Linked DNA regions of Drosophila melanogaster: region 2 is linked to region 1. A link is a contact called in public Hi-C data. All regions are on one chromosome and are shown on one strand. Each heading gives the region's core, a stretch centred on a gene start, on an enhancer-like site or on the middle of the called end of the contact. The rest is flanking DNA. Distances are from core to core; before and after follow the strand shown.

The links. Hi-C and Micro-C count contacts between places; a contact is called where the count stands out from the background.
Region 2: a contact with region 1 is called in a Hi-C map of the Kc167 cell line, with 2.6 times the contacts expected there. The contact joins the promoter of pdgy here to the promoter of lncRNA:SMRG in region 1. A contact is called at or near these places in 3 of 107 Hi-C or Micro-C datasets (the Kc167 cell line and eye imaginal disc).

Annotation. Positions count from the first base shown.
Region 1 is chrX:12,679,209-12,682,208 of dm6, forward strand. lncRNA:SMRG (Scutellar Macrochaetes Regulatory Gene) reads left to right here and starts at 1,479. Exons shown (of 1, transcript NR_167813.1): 1 at 1,479-3,000. Tis11 (Tis11 zinc finger protein) reads left to right here. Exons shown (of 4, transcript NM_001272561.2): 4 at 1-3,000. The coding sequence ends at 32.
Region 2 is chrX:14,952,071-14,955,070 of dm6, forward strand. It overlaps pdgy (pudgy), which reads right to left and starts at 1,462. Exons shown (of 7, transcript NM_001298328.1): 1 at 1,443-1,462. CG9030 reads right to left here. Exons shown (of 3, transcript NM_167422.3): 1 at 2,714-3,000; 2 at 2,478-2,651; 3 at 2,053-2,376. The coding sequence starts at 2,926. The coding sequence ends at 2,131. It overlaps lncRNA:CR44831 (long non-coding RNA:CR44831), which reads right to left and starts at 1,627. Exons shown (of 1, transcript NR_123907.1): 1 at 275-1,627.

The sequences.
Region 1 (3,000 bases), core at 229-2,728:
CCTACCAGCAGCAGTCCAATTTGGGACTCTAAACGCGTGGCAGTCTGCGAAACAAAATTGAATTGAAACACCATCCAGCATCCAACTCACGCCCATCCAAGCATCCCTCCATCAACAAACCAGCATCCTTGACAAAATCTCAGTAACGACCAAACCATGGAAACTGAAAACAAAACTACTCTCGCAGTCCAATTTGAAACGCAAATATGCCAAGGCAAATGGATTTCCGGTGGCGTAACTTCGTTGCAGAATAAGTGTATATCAAGTATACGCCAAACACAGACACCCCTTAATTATGAACCGATCCTTGATATCAATTCTCTCATTGCTGTGACAGTCAAACGTAATCGTTATACAATAATCGTTATATGAGAAGGACCGAATTACGGACTACTACGGGACAATTAGTTAGATAGATACGTAAATGACAAACAAACAATCCAAGCAAACGATGATCTTAAACTATAACTAAATACTAAAAACTAAAAACTAACAAAAAGAAAACAAAAAAAAAAAAACATAGCTAGCATGAATGCTATAGCTAAACAAAACATTCTTATGAACTGGACAAGATACAAAGACGGAGATAACGAAAAGGACTATTTGGGAATCTTCAGCGAATGTTGCTCAAATCAAATCAACAAACCCCACGGCCAACGACGAATGTGAAAATCGTTCCTGCATTTATAGAAACTACTGCAGTGCATCCATTAGTAAAACCCATGCACACGCACACCTGTCGCTTTTGTTCAATACTTATACGGCACACACTTTGGATAGGTCTCATGTAAAAATTGATTACCGGCTGCTTGTATATATATATATAGATATGTATATATATATATATATATATATATGCATATTTGGCCACCACCTGTGTATATATAACTTTTGATGTGGATAAATAGAGAGCGAGATAGAGAGTTGGTCCGATGTCTTCCAATCCAAGCCAAGCCAAGCCAATTAATCAATCAATCAATCAATCGATCCAATTCATATGAGAACGATAGACGGACAGAAAGAAAGCTACGAAAATTCTTTAATTTATTATTTTTGCTAAAAAATTATGTAATAGAAAACGTTATGTACATACGAGAGTTAATATTTTGATAAAGATAATAAATTATAATTACCAATTACTCTATGATTACGTTTAAATGATGATCTTGAATGATATGAATATTATTGATGATATACCTCTGCAAATCGTGCAACTAATCACAACAACAAAAACAACAACCAACGAGCAACCAACAATTTTTCATTTTGAGAGGACATTTTTAATGGAATTTTGTCATTGATTTGATATATATATTTTTTGTTTGAATGACTACGATTTTTTTTGTACTCTTTAAAATCGATCTATGAAATGGAAATGCTGATTTTTAAACACCATAATTTATTTTCACATCTATTTACATAAAACATACCAGATATATTTTATATGCAATTAATGTTAATAATTTATGAAAACAACACATGCGACACACTCAGACACACACACACATACACACACACACACACACACATATTTTGACCATTGATAATTTTATGTTTTTTATATGGTATATGCGACAGATCATTTTGTTTATTATATATTATTTTTATTTAATTTATTTTACAACTTCTTCTTGATTTCTTCTATTTTTGGGTGCAGTTATATAATTTTAGTGTTATGAGAGAGCCTTTATTTATATAAAACTTATATAAAACCATATTATAATTATGCTTACGTCGATGATAATGAAGTAAATGCATATGTAATAAAAAAACGGAAAAAGGAAAGGAAAAACCTTAACAAAAAAAAGCTTATTTAAAATATTTATGTAGGGAAAACCATACGAATGTCGATCTTTGTATGCGTCGGTAAAATTGAAAGAAAAAGCGATTTATAAAAGGCCGGAAAGCGAAAAAAAAACAAAAAGCAATCTGAGTACAGTGTTAGAAATTTAAATACTAAACTAAACTGAGCAAACAAAATAGAAACTTAATACAAATATTTAAATTATTTTGTACACATTTTCTGACCTATTGAAATTTATATGTATAAATATGTAAACTGTAATCCGTATACAGCGACCTTTTTTTTTTTTGTGCAAATAATTTATATTGAAACAATTGCTGAAATGCAATTCAAATCAAACTAAATCAAATATATAATTACTCCTATTTATTATTATCTCTTTCACTAGGCGTATTTAAGTTACATTACGACCAACAGCAGCAAAAATTTTAAGCATGACTTAAAGCACAAAAAAAATACAAAAAACAAACAAACAAACGGCCGGTGAAAGAGCAAATTCCAAGTGTGTTTATCAATTTGTGTGCACCACAAACGAGGGGGGTAAATAATTCTCAAAGTGCCTTATCGTTAATATTATGTATAAATTAAATACACACAAACACAAATTATGTATAGTCTTGTGGAAATGGAAAAGGAAACGCAGAGACGGAGTGCAAAAGGCATATTAATTATTTATTATTATATTAAAGTCTATTTTATTATACTTTCGGCTTACTTTGATTTTTACTTCCCATCGCAAAAAAACCCATTGTTTTCGTACTCCAATACGTATTGCAATCGAAATTGAACCGATTGGAATGTTATGGCAGCGTGCAAAAGTTTACTGTAATACCTATATTTAACATACTTATATATAATATTTTGTTTTTTTGCTCTAATTAATTTTTTAAAAAGCCTAACTTAGACCTGAGCTTTGGTTATCATCATGATGATTATTCTTATATTTTTTTTTTTAACGCGTTCTTCCCTTTGTACAACAAACAAAGAAAAGCAAAACACAACTAAATTAAATCCGTGCCCCACACATGAAGCAAACGTGGCCTTATCGGAATGAAACCCTACTCTTAACTCTTATCCAAGTCGTCTTCCTTCTAAGAAAATCATTAAGTAAACTAAACTGAAATGTGGTTGGTACTCTTGAACGATCGATAAACAGAGGAAAACAAGAAATGTAATGCCAGTTGAATTATACACTA
Region 2 (3,000 bases), core at 212-2,711, 2.3 Mb after region 1:
TGTTTTCAATAGCATTGCACTTCCTTTCTGGAACTAAAACTTAAACATTAACCAGTGCATTCACCCTCTTGGTAAACTCAACACTCTGTTGCCACACGTTTCACCAGCTGGGGAAAATTCTGCGTTTGAAATGGACACTTGTGAGACGGCAATGCTATTCACGGTTTTTTATAAATATATATGTACATACATATATCTCATGTATGCAACGTAAGCGGAACTCAAGGCCAAAAAAGAGGCCCTCTACCTTTCTCCTCCCTCGACCACTCAAACACTCTTGCAAAGCGAGCTCTATGCAAATGAGTGCTCTCTTTCTCTTACATCGATCGCGTTACAGTTGCATTTGCATTGAGAGAAATTAAATGAAAAGGAGAGAGTTACAGTGGGCCTGATATCCAGTTTTATACAGTATAGCATATAGTTTGGTATTATATAGATGTGGGATACTTGTTATTCAATAGTTGATTGCATTTCGAACTTATCTTATGTACACTCGCATGTAATGTGCTTTTTTTATTCGCATAACATTTCAAACAGCATTTTTAATGCACCACACACACTATATCTCGCTCTTGCTCTGCCCCCCGCCCACATCTACAGTTGAGCTCACAATTATAGCACCACAGGCTTATTAATTGTGAATATTGAAAGTATAATGGCTAATTAAATTAGTAAACGTGCTATAATGGATCACTAATGTATTATCTGTTAAGTTTGGTATAACCAGTCTTAAATATAAATCATGTTTCTATGATAGAGATCTTCGAAATGTTAACGTTTCGGATCATTTTTTTTTTTAAATAAAGCGTAAAGAACTACGTGGGGCTTTAAAGGTTATTTTAAAAACTAAATGATAAGATCTACTTATGTAAATAATAAAAGATACTGACTTCGTTTGTCTCAACTTTCTCTTGAGACTTATAAAGAAGCCCAACGATCAATAAGTAATTTCTGTGTAATGCCAAGAGAAGATTTTATGATATTTTGCGTACAGATGTTGGATATGCTAAAAGTTCGAACTAGCCTGTGCGGGAGCATGCAAAATGTGTGCGTTTCGCGCAAACGAGTCGTCGTACTTTCTTGGTGCTGTTTTGTGTTGAACTTTGGACCCTGGCTCAGCCCCCTTCCCCTTATGACCGTTGAAAGCGGGACCAAAACAAACTCCAAAATGTTTATCTCAGCAAACCAGTTTTTCTCAACTTCATTAAGACGGTTGCATGTGAGTTTTTGGCTTCGTTTTTCGTTGCTTTTTTGTTTTATTATTATACGTCTGTTTTTCTTTTCATTTGCTGCAGCTCCAACTTGTTTATCTTGGCTATTTTCGAGCTTGGTTATGGGTGGGATTTAGATTTCAGAGGTGAACCCAACAGCCTTTTCAGTTGTTTTATCAGTTTTTAGTGGGGGGATTTGCCACAGGTTACAGTTTTTCGTCTATCACTCACGCAAACACCTGCGCACTAATTCGGTAATCTGTTGTGCTCAGTGTTCGCTGGGGAACTGCCACCAACTTGATGCTCTGTCCTAAAAAAAGGGTGCCGTGGAGCGCGGAGGTGGCGGGTCTGAACGTCTTTGCAACGTGCTCTCTTGAAAAGAGAGGTAGATGGTGAGCGAACACGCTGCTTGCGGGGGTGGGTTTAGACATCAGTAATGGTTATTTAGCCATTTTTTTTTTAATTCTATATTTTTATTTTTATTTTATAACAAATATTTAATAGATAGATAGAAAGTGACAGTATTACATTTTGTCATATTTCATGATTCCTAAAATCATGTTTAGTACCAATATTAATCATTACATATTATTAAATGGGTTTTTTAACCTCAAAAAGAAGCTTTCAATTCCTATTTAAAACAGATCTATTTATTAAGTTCCTCTAAGCCTAAGTTGTTCTTTAGGATAAAATGTGATCCATAAAGCTTAAAAACCAAAAGCTTTATAACAATTGAAGCGTTAATAACAATGTTGCACATGTGCGCTACCTGTTGGTCAATTGCCATTACTCGGCACAACATCCAGGTGGCGCTGTTTTTGTTAAATAATTAATTTTTTTTATTACATTTTGTTAATATGAGAAAAATACAGTACGACGTAAAATGTAGTTAAATATTATTTTCACTTATTTTGACAATTTATGGGGCATATCTTTCCATTGACCACCAAACAACATCCTGATAACCGTAAAATTCGATCAGTTGCCTGAGAGTCGACCGCACAGAAAGGACACAGTACAAGTTGATAACCGGGATCAAAGTCTTGAACAAGAAGCCGTTGCCTATAGTCCTGTTCACTAAGGCATCTGACAGCACCAATAATATATCGATGGATGTAATGGTGGCATAAATCACAAACCATGGACCAATGTAATGCGGCTTGAGCTGGATTCAAATAATGTTTACAATATATTAATGGAATTCAAAGAAGTTTTTGAATAGATATCGTTTTTTTTTTTTTTGTATATGATATTTTTAGTACTCACGGTGGCCAAGGCGTATAGCAGTATTGTCCACGCCGTTAACATTAAAATGCATCCGATGATACGAAAGCGGCGCAATTGCTTGTATTTGAAATTCTTTACCTTCCTTAGCCGATGCGACTTCTTCAGATGCGCCTTCTTGAACAAAATGCTTATGAATTCTAGACAATTGTGAGTCTGTGTTGAGATAGGTGTAATAAATGCACATCTGAAATATAAAGCAATTTGCATATACGCACCGATCCAATGATACTAATGCCCAGAGCATAGTAGAACATGAGGGGGAATATCTGCTCGGAGAACCAAAACAATCTGCCTGCACGCTGATTGTTCGCATCGAAATTAGGCGGGAACTTCCAGATGGAGTATGTTCTGCAGGTGGGTAAGGGTATATCCATATACCTGTGCGCAATGTAGCATAGCACATCACTGAGACACCTTTTGGTATACATGGCGAACTCAGCTAAAGTTTGTACAAATCAATTTTCAATCACAAAAGATGCCTGAAAAATGAGTACAAAATTTT